Linked DNA regions of Sus scrofa: all the other regions are linked to region 1. A link is a contact called in public HiChIP or PLAC-seq data. All regions are on one chromosome and are shown on one strand. Each heading gives the region's core, a stretch centred on a gene start, on an enhancer-like site or on the middle of the called end of the contact. The rest is flanking DNA. Distances are from core to core; before and after follow the strand shown.

Region 1 (3,323 bases), core at 288-2,787:
CATATCTACCATGGTCACAGGTTCTAGGGATTAGGGCAAAGATCATCTTTAGGGGGCTATTATTCCGCCTACCTCAGGTTCTTGGCAGCAATGCACTATTTTCTTTTGTATAAACTATTACATTTTATGGGATTAAGAGTACGATGGGATTAGAAGGAGAAGATTATAAAATGAGTATGTTTTATAAAAAGGATCATGGGATTAGAAGAAGATGCAATCCTTTTTAAGAGCTCTGTGAGTCTGATGCTTGCTGTGACTAAATGACCTGCCACACAGGGCAATGTGCTTTTTTTCCTGTGTGCTTCCAAGTAACAGCCAGAACACTTCCTATATAAATTGTCAACTCTTTATTGATCATGTGATGCTATTGAAACGCACAGTGTCACAGCGTAAATCCTTGTGCAGTGAGTTTCCCTCAGTTTTATTTGAGACATATTTTCAGGGCTTTTTGAGGCCTTTGAGAAGATAGAGGTTGGTTATTTCATCATTTTTTTTAATGAAATGTAAATTACTTGTAGCTGAAAGAGACTTCAAGCATAAAGACTTCCGGAGAATCCCCTGTATCCAGTGTTCCCTTCGAATATCCAACAGCATCTCTGCCTTCAGTTGCCCCAACCCCCATCTTCTGATTTTTCAGGCCTAGAAGACTGTGCTTTTATCAGAAGCCTGTACTTCCTCTATCGGAAGTTCAGCTGCCCCACTGAAATGACTGTGGGCTTCCCTCAACCTTAAAAGCCAAACAAGTGGACAAATGAAAAACAGAAGCAGAAGCACCTTCCCATGTGCCAGCCTCCTTCTCTCCAGAACCTGCCTGCTTTTCTCACTCTCCTAAGATACCAGGGAGTCATTTTAAAAATCTTGTTCTGAGCATTGGTTGTTACCTAATGGAGTATTATTCTGTTAGGCATCTACATGTAAGAAGGAAACTCCCATTCACGCCGAGTTCTAATAGCTATTCATTTCTTCTCCGGGCCTATAGCCTGCACTGTCTCTCGTACACATTCGGTTTTTGTTTTTTTTTTTTTTTTTTTTTTCTCTTTTTGCTTTTATCTAGGGCCGCTCCCGCGGCATATGGAGATTCCCAGGCTAGGGATCCAATCGGAGTTGTAGCCACCGGCCCACGCCAGAGCCACAGCAACTTGGGATCCCAGCCGCGACTGCGACCTACATCACAGCTCACAGCAACGCCAGATCCTTAACCCACTGAGCAAGGCCAGGGATCGAACCCGCAACCTCATGGCTCCTAGTCGGATTTGTTAACTACTGCGCCACGACGGGAACTCCACGTTTGGTTTTTAAAATCAGCAGCGAGGTGTGGCTGGTTTTTAGCTAGACAGCCCTTCGTCTCAGTATGTGTATCTCCTCGATACCTGTATGGGTGAGTGTAACCCAGATCCAAAGTCTCCATACAGGATTAGCTGCTTTTAATACCGGTAAAGAGGCCAACCTGAGTCTTGACTGAAACACTCAGAGCAGCCTCTCCACTGAGGATCATGGGAACTTCCCCTTGAAACCAGCATCCCTGCTCCAAAGTACCAGTTCTTTGCTTCACAGCAAGAACAACGCTGAAGGAGCAGACAGTTGAGATCTACAGTATTCTTATTTCTTCAGGGAAGAGTTGACCTTCTCTAACTTACTGTACAGAAAAACTGATTGTTCTTCTGTCCTTACAGAGGGGCCGTGGGATGTGTCTCGGGTTGGTTCAGTGTGGATATAAAACCTCCCAGCCTTGAAAAGAACATCCTCTTCCCGGGTCTGTAGATATTGAAACACTAATTACGTTTATAGTAGAGCTTTCTTCTACGATGTCCGAAGAAGTGACCTACGCGACACTCACATTTCAGGATTCTGTGGCAGCAGGAAATATCGGGATACAAATAACCTAAGGAAAAGAGGTAGGAGTTCGGAGAAAGCAAGATGTGACTTTAGGGGATGGGCAGCTGTTAAGTGCCTTGAAGTGCTGGCTTTGAGACGAATGCTCAAGAGAGGTGTGCTTTGGAACCTCCAAAATGGAGACCAAGTTGGGGAATCTTCTAATAGGGTCACGTTGAGGAAGAAATACATGGCTTCAGGGACCTTTTAAAACTGTGTGATATTGCTATGTGTCAAGAGGCTCTGTGCTGTAATGAATCATTTTGACTGAATATGCCAGAGATTGAGTTTGGGGTCTCAAAGATTCATTTTTCTAAATGTAGTCCTTGATATTTGTACCTTGTGAGAGATGCCAGGGGACTGTTCTTTCAGAAGACAGTTCGGAGGCTTCTAAAATAAAGACGGTGGAGGGAACTTTTCTTTCGGAAGGTATAAATAACTGAAGGGAAGCACTGGAAGACGAATGAGTCAAAAATAGACAAAAGCTAGTTCCTGCATGATAAGTATTTAGAAACTTTTTTAGGGAAGTTGAAACTCCAGTATAATTAGTCATGTTGAACCAACAGTGACATCTGTATCGTATTTTATATACATTATACCTCATCATTATCAAAATATGGTTGTGAAGTAAATGGAATAATATTAGTTCTTTCTCCAATGTATTAATGAAAAAACTGAGGCTCAAAGACATTAAATGATTTAACCAAGTTCATACAACTGTCCTGTGATGGAGACCAGACTCTGTTCTTATCTTCCACTCCTTTCTTTGTGCCCAGTTGGAAAAAATAGCTGTCTCTGTGGTCAGGAATCCAGCGTCAGGTATCAGACTACATCCCTTACCTTCAAAAATCTGTTGACAGTTTAGGTGGTTGTCGTGAATCCTCTAAAACATTCTCCTGTTCTTTAGGTTTATTTTTATTTTAAGCACATATGTGTATGTGTGCCTGGCTTTGGGGGGATGATATATTAAAAAAGGATGGGAATAGACTTTGCATGTGTCTAATAAAGGTAGTTATACATTTTTGACCTGTTTTTTTTTTTTTTTAATCTAATCCTTGAGAAAAAGGGAGTTGTGAATGTGGTACATGCGGCAGGGCTTCTGGAGATTGTATTAATCTATCCGAAACTTTGGGCTAGATTTCACTAGATCCAGAATTAAAGAATAGGAATGTCAAGCAAATATGAAAAAATATGTGTGTGTATATGTGTGTGTGTATGCGTATACACATATATACATATATATATATATATATAACATGCTAAAGTTTGAAGAGTTATCCTGTTGCTTTCTATTCTATTCTGTTGTTTTTAGCTTAGATAATTCAACTGATTATCTACTAGGTGAAAGATGGAATACGTAATAGATAAAAGTGGAATTCACACCTGCTTTATGGAGGTTTGCAATCTCAAAAACTTGGCGCCTCTTCCATTGTCAGTATCATCCAGAGAAA
Region 2 (3,323 bases), core at 257-2,756, 110 kb before region 1:
TTTTTCCAAATAGTTTTCTAGATATTTTATTTGTTTATGTATTTTCTCTAATCTTTTTTAAATGTATTCTCTTCTTTTTATTTATTTTCCTGGTGTAGTTTAAAGTAAATATCAGATATCATATCATTTTGAAATACCTCAGAAGTTACCTCTAATATATAAGGATTTTTTTTTTTGCAATTGCAAATGAGATTGCAATGAGACATTATTTTTCTGATTAGAAGGTTTTGAGGTCAAAATAGGTGAGAATTCTATCAGTGAATATAAGGTGTATCTTTATTGGGATTCCATTGAAGAGTCTTCATGATTCAAGTCAATCATATAAAAATATATTCTTCAATGGCAATTCAACTGTGCTGAATATTACCCCTAACATTAATAACTATCATTTATTGAGTTGCAATGATGTTTAAAGTACAAAGCTTAGCGTTTTGCCCAATACCCCATTTGAATCCTTGTAGCGACATCAGCAACATTATCAAGTGGACATTTCATGATCCAATTCAAAGACAAAGACATTTGCCAAGATTTATAGAACAATAGGCCGGCAAAGGAAAGATTAAACTAGCTCCCTCTGGCTCCAAAGTTCTTTTCTGCTCTGTGTTATATCTCCACTGTATGAAAGAGCACTCCTGATTAAATTCTAAAATTACCCAGGTTATTATGACTAGAGATAAGAGCCATATGTAATTAACCCCCAAATTCCTAAGCCTATTTCTGAGGAAAAAAGTCAAAATTAAAAAGGAAAATATGAGACTTATTAGAGATATAGAATAGAGATAGTCTGATACAGTGAAATGAAAAAAAATATGGGGAGTTTCCATTGTGGCACAGCGGAAATGAATCTGACTAGTATCCCTGAGGATGCAGGTTTGATCCCTTGCCTTGCTCAGTGGGTCTGGGATCCAATTTTGCCATGAACTGTGGTGTAGGTAGCAGACTCGGCTAGGATCCTGTGTCACCATGGCTGTGGCTGTGGCTGGCTGCTACAGCTCCAATTTGACCCCTAGCCTGGGAACTTCCATATGCCAAGGGTGCAGCCCTAAAAAGGAAAAAAAGAAAAAAAAAAAAGAAAGAAAGAAAGAAAGAAAGAAAGAAAGAAAGAAAGAAAGAAAGAAAGAAAGAAAGAAAGAAAGAAAGAAAAAGAAAAAAGGATATTGGAATCAAATAATCTGGTCTAAATGCACACTCTTCCACAAATTCACTGCTGACTTACCCTTCTGAATTTGTTTCCTTATCTGAAAAATAAATACAAATTCTCTCCTCTAATGCTCATGGAAAACACAGTTTTCCCTTTCATAAATTACTTAGTGAAACATCCTGAAACACTATCAGAATCACCATTTTCCCCTCCTGCAATAGACATAACTCAAGAATTTGCGTCAGCCAACTTCCCAAAATGAAGCAAATACTCTCCTTCCTCCTACCAATGATTGAGTCATTCCATTAGATAGCAGCAGCTATTTAAACGCTCCAGTGGGAGCTCAGACATTTCTGCTTGTAGAAGTCCTTGGCTGCTCCACTCCCTCATTCTTGGAATAAATTCAGAAATGACACTTGATGACCTCAAGAGCAACAGTATGAAGGATCAACCTGACGAGAAATCAAATGGAGATAAAGCTGAAGGTACTGGGGGTAGGTGAATGTGTACAGGGACAGAATTAGCTTAGACGTGTAAACTAAACATAGGATTAGACGGCTGAGACACCTGAGTATGGGAAAATATTAGAGCGTTTAGAACATTTACTTAAAAGGAAAGCCAGATATGATGGTAATAAGGAAGGTGATGACCATGAATAAACTAACTTGGTATAATGATGATGAAGAGAATGAGGATAACTAACTTTTATTGAACATTTGCTGTAGGCTATGTTCTCTGATATGATTTATAAGCCTTATTTCTCTAAACCTTCACACCTTGAGATTAGCTCTATTACCTACTGTTTACAGAGGACTCACTGAAGGGGATTAACCTAAGGACCCAGTTTGACACAACTAATAAGTGGTAGAGCTAGCAGCAATCTCCCATAACATGGAACGGATATTGACCAGAGGGAACTGTTGGTGGAAAGTCTTACTCGTATACTTGCCTCTAAGTTTAGGATTTGGCAATTATTTGCAAGGTGCACGGCTCTCTTCAACTTCTTTTCTGTCAACTTGCCACACACATGCATGAACCCTATTTCTTCCTGTCAAAAAGTCTATTTTATTTGTATCATCTGAAGAGGCTAATAGGAGTGCTTTTGAAACAGGAGAACTCTGTGAATACATTTGACCACTGATTGATTTGGATCATTATACATTCACACTGGAAATTCTGTGATGTGATGTTCCCAGTCATGCAGCTGTTGACAGTTGGATTAAAGACCTTTGTTTGGATCTTAACATCTGCATGATATTAGGCAAGTCACTCACTGAATTTTCAGTTTCCTTATTTGGATATAAAAGATAACATTATCAGTGCCTAAAGTGTTTATCTTACAAGGTGAGGAGTACAAATTCATTGTATAAAATGTTTTCCTGCTGAACCAGTAATATCTGTGCTTTTGAAGTGGTGGACGACTTAAAAGATATTTGTGTACTTGTGAGCTACATGAGTATTTGTTTTACAATAATGGGAGGTTTTTTGTTTTTTTTTTCTTGTAATAAGAGTGCTGCAGCTGGTGTGAGTGGAGGATGTGGTGTTAACAGGAATCAAGTGACATTTTAAGGTTTCATTCCTATTTTCCTTTGGTCAGAACCTCAGTTCCATGTTGTAACTTTAGTGAAAAATCGAATGGTACAAACAGCACCTTCTTTAGACTTTCTCTGTTGATTAACTGATTAAAGGCTTATTTGTTTGTTGTCTGGCATTTGTTTATAGTATGTTACAACTCTGTGTGCATGTGTGCACGTGGTGCATGTGGTCTATGTTAAAAACATGAGGCTCTCTGCCCTGTGGAGGAGGTTGATCCAACCAAGGTGAACTGAGAGTTTCTTGATGTGGGGAAGAACAGATCAAATATAAGCTTAGAATCAGGTATTTGGAGTCAAACATCTGTTATTGACTCCTAGGTCCTAACTTTTGTCAGTTGTATGTCCATGACTAAAGTACTTGAATTATTTAACTGTCCCTGCTTCTCATCGGTAAAGGTGGATAATACGTTCTTTGTAGAGCCATTGAGAAAACTGGAGGTAAGTGATGCAAAGCACCAGGTGCAGACAGGATCCAAAGAATGGTTTGATCCCTTGCCTGCATCGTTTCTGTCTTTCTGAATCGATCCTCTGTCCCTCCAGGTCCTCGGAGTCTTTCCACTTGCGGTGGCGCCCTGCTGCCCTGATTC
Region 3 (3,323 bases), core at 545-3,044, 88 kb after region 1:
TTTTTTCATTGTAGTTGATTTACAATGTTCTGTCAATTTCTACTGTACTGCAAACTGATCCAGTCACATGTCATATATATATATATATATATATATATATATATATATATATATATTCTTTTTCTCACATTATCCTCCATCATATTCCATCTCAAGTGGCTGGGTATAGTTCCCTGTGTTCTCACTGCTTAAACACTCCAAGTGAAATAGTTTGCATCAATTAACTAACCCCAGACTCCCATTCCATCCCACTCCCTCCCCTTTGGCAACCACAAGTCTGTTCTCCAAGTCCATGAGTTTCCTTTTTGTGGAAAGTTTCATTTGTGCCATATATTAGATTCAGATATGTGATATCATATGGTATTTGTCTTTCTCTTTCTGACTTACTTCACTTAGTATGAGAGTCTCTAGTTCCATCTATGTTGCTGCAAATAGCATTATTTTGTTCTTTTTATGGCTGGGTCGTATTCCATTGTGTATATATACCACATCTTCTTAATCCATTCCTCTATCAGTGGACATTTAGGTTGTTTCCATGTCTTGGCTGCTGTGAATAGTGCTGCAATGAACATACAGGTGCATGTATATTTTTCAATGAAAGTTTTGTCCGGGTTTATGCCCAAAAGTGGGATTGTTGGGTCCTATGTTAGTTCTATATTTACTTTTCTGAGGTACCTCCATACTGTTTTCCCATAGCGGTTGTACCAATTTACATTCCCACCAACAGTGTAGGAGGGTTCTTTTTTCCACATACCCTCTCCAGCATTTGTTATTTGTGAATTTATTAATGATGGCCATTCTGACAGGTGTGATTTGGTATCATAGTAGTTTTGATTTGCATTTCTCTAATAATCAGTGATGTTGAGTATTTTTTCATGTGCTTGTTGGCCATCTGTATATCTTCTTTGGAGAAATGTCTATTCAGGTCTTTTGCCCATTTTTCAGTTGGTTTGTTGGTTTTTTTTTTTTTTTTTTGCTATTGAAATGTATAAGTTGTCTGTATATTTTAGAGATTAAGCCCTTATCAGTTGCATCATTTGAAACTATTTTCTCCCATTCCATAGGTTGTCTTTTTGTGTTTTTTTTTTTGTTGTTTTTTGGTTTTTTTGTATGGTTTCCCTTGCTGTGCAAAAGCTTATCAGTTTGATTAGGTCCCACTGGTTTATTTTTGCTTTTATTTCTGTTGCTTGGGAGACAGACCTAAGAAAACATTTGTGTGGTTGATGTCAGAGAATGTTTTGCCTATGTTCTCTTCTACGAGGTTTATGGTGTCCTGTCTTAAGTCTTTAAGCCATTTTGAGTTTATTTTTAAATCATTTGAAAATTCTGATGATGACAGACTTGAAAAAGAAATAGTGTCCTGATACCACTAGCATAATGGCATTATCATCTTGGATATTGATGATAACATTCTGAGTACTTTTTAATTTTCTTTTCCTTTTTCTCCTTTGTTTTTCGTGTGTGTGTGTGTGTGTGTGTCTGTGCAGGGACTGTCACACATGATGTTGACGTTTGACAAAGGAAATACTTCTTATTGTGGTTTCAGTTGCCACTTTAAAGCATAGATTTCTTTGCTTTAATTTCATCACTCTTGAGATGGTAATTTCTTAACACATGATGATTAAACCATAATGTCCTAAGGCATGCCTTTTAATTAATTAGTATTCTTATCTCCTATGGCTCTGGAAGGAAAATAGTTTTGTATCAATGTTGGTAGAATTTAAAAAATAGCCACTTGAAATTTTTTTTGCTTTATTGTTCAGGGGAAGATCTTCTTTTGAGGAAGGAAGGCCGTATGACTGTTTCGATGCTTGCTGGAACTTCCGTCATTTCCAGCAATTGTTTTGTTTAGCATTTATTTCGCGGGAGGCACACGGCATGATTACATGATTACTTTCGTTTTGAGAACACTGCTTAAAAGTGTGTTTTGCTTTAAGCTGCATCACTCTAGTTTGGAGCTGTGCTGTAAAAACGACATTTTTTATATTAAAAGTTAAAACTTTGAAGAGAGATGTTGGACCAAAGGCCACAAGACATCCAGTTACCTACTATGGGTGATGGAGTGCAGCAAACCAGTGAAAGAAATCAAGAAACCACAGAAAATGAGCGAGGTAAGAACATTTTCACTTGTTTAGAATGAAGGTTGTTTGCTGAAATTAGTATTTACTAAAAGAAAATGTTAAGCAAAAGTTTAGAAGACAGGAATTGGGTTTTGTAATTTCTTCCATCGAGGCAAAAAAAAAAAAATTCCTTTTTCAGTTAACTTCACCATAAATAAAAGTTATAATGGAATTCAGATTTGTAAATGATATCTTGCCCTTACAATTCATATTCATTTTATCTTAATTGATAATGGAGGAAGATTATCTATAAATAACACAGTTCAAATTTAGCTTCCCTCGTACTGAAGTTTAAGTGTGAACCATGTAGTCGGTCCACGCCTAGAATTCATACATGATACAAAATAAATAGCAAATATTTGTAATATTTTCAAAGATTGTTCATGTGCCCTGAGTGGAGTCCAGATAAATTGCACTTTAGAAGTACTTAAGAGTATAATGGTTACCTGTCTCCTCTACTCTTATCTAAACAATTGCTGGAACCCTGATGTTCCTGAGAAATCTCTGGCTATTTTAAAATGCAAAAGAAAAGAAAATGTACTAAAACAAAACAAAACAAACAAACAAAATACAACCAAACCAAAAAACCTTAGAAAACAGTTTGGTAGCATTGGATGCTTTAAATAGCGAGTTCAGAGTAGGTGAAATCCAAATTCTACATCTAACAAGGTAATCTTTTGAAGTTATATCAACAGGACTCTTTATAGTCAAATAAGGTGAAGAAGGGCAGGGCAGGAGGGAAATGAAACTAAAATGCATTACATACTACAATATGTGATTTGGAGACTACAGTGAGTTCTAAACTGCTGTTTAATTTCATTTCAATCTACCAGAGTATGCAGGATTCAAAAATGTTGTGGTAGTCCAGATTAGAATGCATAAATACTTTAGTCCTCTTTTTTTTTTTTTTTTTTTTGTCTTTTGCCTTTTGAGGGCCACTCCTGCGGCATATGGAGGTTCCCAGGCTAGGGGTTGAATCAGAGCTACAGCTGCCGGCCTACGCCAGAGCCACAGCAACGCGGGATCCGAGCCGCGTCTGCAACCTACAGCGCAGCTCATGGCAACGCCGGATCCTTAACCCACTGAGCAAGGCCAGGGATCCAACCGCAATCTCATGGTTCCTAGTCGGATTCGTTAACCATGGTGCCATGACGGGAACTCCCTCATTTTTTTTTTTTTTTTTTTTACAACTTAATTTTTCTG
Region 4 (3,323 bases), core at 597-3,096, 70 kb after region 1:
CCTCATGCACTGTTTCTGTTTGTTTTATCTGCAATATTTGTGCTGACCTGAAATTCAAATTTAACTGGCAATGCTAAGGCTTTAATTTGCTCAGTTTGGTCACCTATCCATAACCTCACGGGAATGAGTTGGCTAGAAAAATGAAATTTCATACAAATTTGTATAGGCGGTAGAAATTATTTCATTGAGAAGGAAGGCTTTTCTTCCGTCATTCCTCTTAATTCGAATTCTTCCCACTGTTCCACATGCATATCGGTTGCTGTATCCACTACCTAATCCCATTTTTTTTCTTAGAATTTATTAGATATTTAGGTGTACCGTTAGTATTTTTCAAATGACTGAAAAACATCGGGAAATTCTTTTAAAAAAAAAAGAAACAAACAAACAAACAAAAACAAATGGCTACCAACTACATTTTTTTTTTTTTTAAGGCCATACCCTTGACTTATGGAAGTTCCAGGGCCAAGGACTGAATCAAAGCCTCAGCTATGACCTATGCCAGAGCTACAGCAATGCCAGATCCTTTAATGCACTGCACCAGGCCGGGGATCAAGCCCAAGCCTCCACAGCAACCCAGACAACTACAGTCAGATCTTAACACACTGCACCACAGTGGGAAATTCCACTTTAGTCTCTGGCTTTCGCAAGTCACGGAAACCTTACTGGAGTAAGGAGAAGCATAGCTACTGAGGTTTCTACAAAGTCAGTTTGTTATTAGAAGAAACATCATAGCACAAATTTCTTAATCCAGGTGGCTGCAACAGATGGAAGGAAACAGTACAAAACTGAAGGATATGTACTTAGATCCCACGTGTTCGGTCCAGTGGAGAACATCTCTACACTTCATTATTTCTCAAGGCAGCTGGAGATCTGGTTAACAAGCACCCACAAGCTTAGAGCAGCTGTCTCTGGAGGTGAGATGTCAAGGAAATGTTGCTAGGCAACAACTCAAACCAGACCATCTTCAGATCATTACACAACTAGACATCCGTTGTGTCACATGTCGAATGCCTGGTAACATTCTCTTGTCACTCTCACAGTGGCAGTAGTGTGTTCTTAGTTACTATACTTCAAGGCAGTTGGAGTCCAAATTTCAAAAAATATAGCTAGTAATAATATAACTCTTTTACCTTTTCTATTTTGTGTCTAAAACATGTACTAACTCATTCTGAAGTAACTCATCTCAAAACCCACACTAGAAACAAGAGAAAAATGGGGAAAAAATTACATACATGTGCAATGATTTAAAGGCTTAAAAGATGTGGTAGGTGCACTCTAAGGAATCACAGGAAATATTTACTTATGAAACAGATAATGAAATAAATAGAAAATAGTTTCAACACAATGAGATTCCCCAAAAGGTTGTATTTTTTTAAAAAGTAATTTATAAGACTAAGATATTTTTTAAGGTTCTGCCTCCCTTCCTTTTTACCTAGCAAGAACTGATGTCCCCAATTTATGATCAAGAAAGAATCATGAACCCACAACCCTCAGCCACATTTGTGAAAATGGAAAGAATGCATAGACAGGGATTAGAGGATGGGGAACCAGGTCAATCTAGTATTTTGAAAAGACTATACTAAGCACACAGAAATTAACCTTATTCTTTCATTGCATTAAACTCACTCTAAGACTCTTCCACACCTGGAGAGTTTGGGATCAGTCCCATATATTCTGTGGTTCCTTTCAGTAACAAGAACATTCTCATTTCAGAAATTAGTATGTCCAATATAACATAAACACTTCGATGTCTTCTATCCAAACTTAAACCTCAACTGAAAACCTCTTCCCTCCTCCAGTTTACACTACTTCTGACCTGGAATCCTAGGAGCTGATGAGATGAGCTGTTTGTGTCCTGTTTTTCTCTCTAGTTTCATCAGTTCCTCTTCATACTAGCTGCTGTTTCTGACCCAGTATGGGGAGAGAAAACTGGAAGAACAGAGCACATGTGTGATTTGATGGCTGCCTTACTGAGTGAGTGATTTTGTGGGTTTCTCAGAAATCACCTTATCTGATGGCTACTTACTTTCTATGAGAGATGTTTTTCTTGAACTGTTCTTCCTCAGCTTTAGGGCTTTCATTGTCTAGAGCCTCATTGGATACTTTTTTTTTTTTTTTTTTTTGTCTTTTTGCTATTTCTTGGGCCGCTCCCGCCGGCATATGGAGGTTCCCAGGCTAGGGGGTCGAATCTGAGCTGTAGCCTCCGGCCTACGCCAGAGCCACAGCAACTCGGGATCCAAGCCGCGTCTGCAACCTACACCACAGCTCACGGCAACGCTGGATCGTTAACCCACTGAGCAAGGGCAGGGACTGAACCCGCAACCTCATGGTTCCTAGCAGGATTCGTTAACCACTGCGCCACCACGGGAACTCCGATACTTTTTTTTTTTTAATTGTACAATATATACAACATGAACTTTCCTGTCTTAACCATCTTTAAGTGTATAGTTCAGTAGTGTTAAGTACATTCACATTGTTGTGCAACCAATCTCTGGAATGCTTTTCATATTGCCAAAATGAAACTCTATACCTATTAAACAATAACTCACCACTTCCTCCTCTCCCCGTCCCCAACTCCTGACAACCACTATTCTACTTTCTGTTTCTATGAGTTTGGTCAGTCTAGGTCCCTCTTACAATAGAATCATGCAGTGTTTTTTGTTTGTTATGGCTTATTTCACCTGGCATAATATCCTCAAGATCCATCCATGTTGAAGCATGTGTTATATTTTTTTTTCCTTTTTAATGTTGAATAATATTCCATTGTGGGTATGTACACTTTGTTTATCCACTCATCCATAAATGGATATTTGTGTTTCTTTCACCTCTTGGCTATTGTGAACAGTGATGTTTTGAACATGGATTCATAGGAGGTTCCCACTGTGGCTCAGCAGTAATGAACCCAACTAGGATCCATGAGAATGCAGGTTTGATCCCTGACCTCGCTCAGTGGGTTAAGGATCTGGTGTTGAGGAGAGCTGTGGTGTAGGTCACAGATGTGGCTCAGATCTCGTATTGTTTGGCTATTACATAGGCCGGCAGCTACAGCTTTGCTTCGACCCCTAGCCTGGGAATTTCCATATGCCACTAGTCCCACCCTAAAAAGACAAAAAAAAAAAAAAAAAAAAAAAAGAATATGGGTCCATAAATTTGTCTTGAAAACATTGCTTTCAGTTATTTGAGGGTATATCTCCAAAAGTAGAAATGCTGGATCCTATAATAATTCAATGTTTAATTTTTTGAAGAAACACTATAGCGTTTTCCACAGTGGTCACACCATTTTCTATTCCCACAACTGTGCATAGAGGTGTCAATGAATCCAC

What was found. HiChIP or PLAC-seq counts read pairs in DNA pulled down with a chosen protein or histone mark.
Region 2: an H3K27ac HiChIP or PLAC-seq map of alveolar macrophages shows a contact between it and region 1. The contact joins the promoter of OLR1 here to the promoter of CLEC12B in region 1.
Region 3: a contact with region 1 is called in an H3K27ac HiChIP or PLAC-seq map of alveolar macrophages. The contact joins the promoter of CLEC2B here to the promoter of CLEC12B in region 1. A contact is called at or near these places in 2 of 47 Hi-C or Micro-C datasets (blood and heart right ventricle) and 1 of 2 datasets of contacts at active chromatin or transcription factors (alveolar macrophages).
Region 4: a contact with region 1 is called in an H3K27ac HiChIP or PLAC-seq map of alveolar macrophages. The contact joins the promoter of LOC100623691 here to the promoter of CLEC12B in region 1. A contact is called at or near these places in 3 of 47 Hi-C or Micro-C datasets (alveolar macrophages and blood) and 2 of 2 datasets of contacts at active chromatin or transcription factors (alveolar macrophages and skeletal muscle).

The regions. Positions count from the first base shown.
Region 1 is chr5:61,906,926-61,910,248 of Sscrofa11.1, forward strand. CLEC12B (C-type lectin domain family 12 member B) reads left to right here and starts at 1,538. Exons shown (of 7, transcript NM_001302088.2): 1 at 1,538-1,864; 2 at 1,867-1,895. The coding sequence starts at 1,806.
Region 2 is chr5:61,797,850-61,801,172 of Sscrofa11.1, forward strand. OLR1 (oxidized low density lipoprotein receptor 1) reads left to right here and starts at 1,507. Exons shown (of 8, transcript NM_213805.1): 1 at 1,507-1,626; 2 at 3,277-3,294; 3 at 3,297-3,323. The coding sequence starts at 1,551.
Region 3 is chr5:61,994,966-61,998,288 of Sscrofa11.1, forward strand. It overlaps CLEC2B (C-type lectin domain family 2, member B), which reads left to right and starts at 1,795. Exons shown (of 6, transcript NM_001256364.1): 1 at 1,795-2,111. The coding sequence starts at 2,012.
Region 4 is chr5:61,976,337-61,979,659 of Sscrofa11.1, forward strand. LOC100623691 (C-type lectin domain family 2 member E-like) reads left to right here and starts at 1,847. Exons shown (of 4, transcript XM_021092368.1): 1 at 1,847-1,974. The coding sequence starts at 1,947.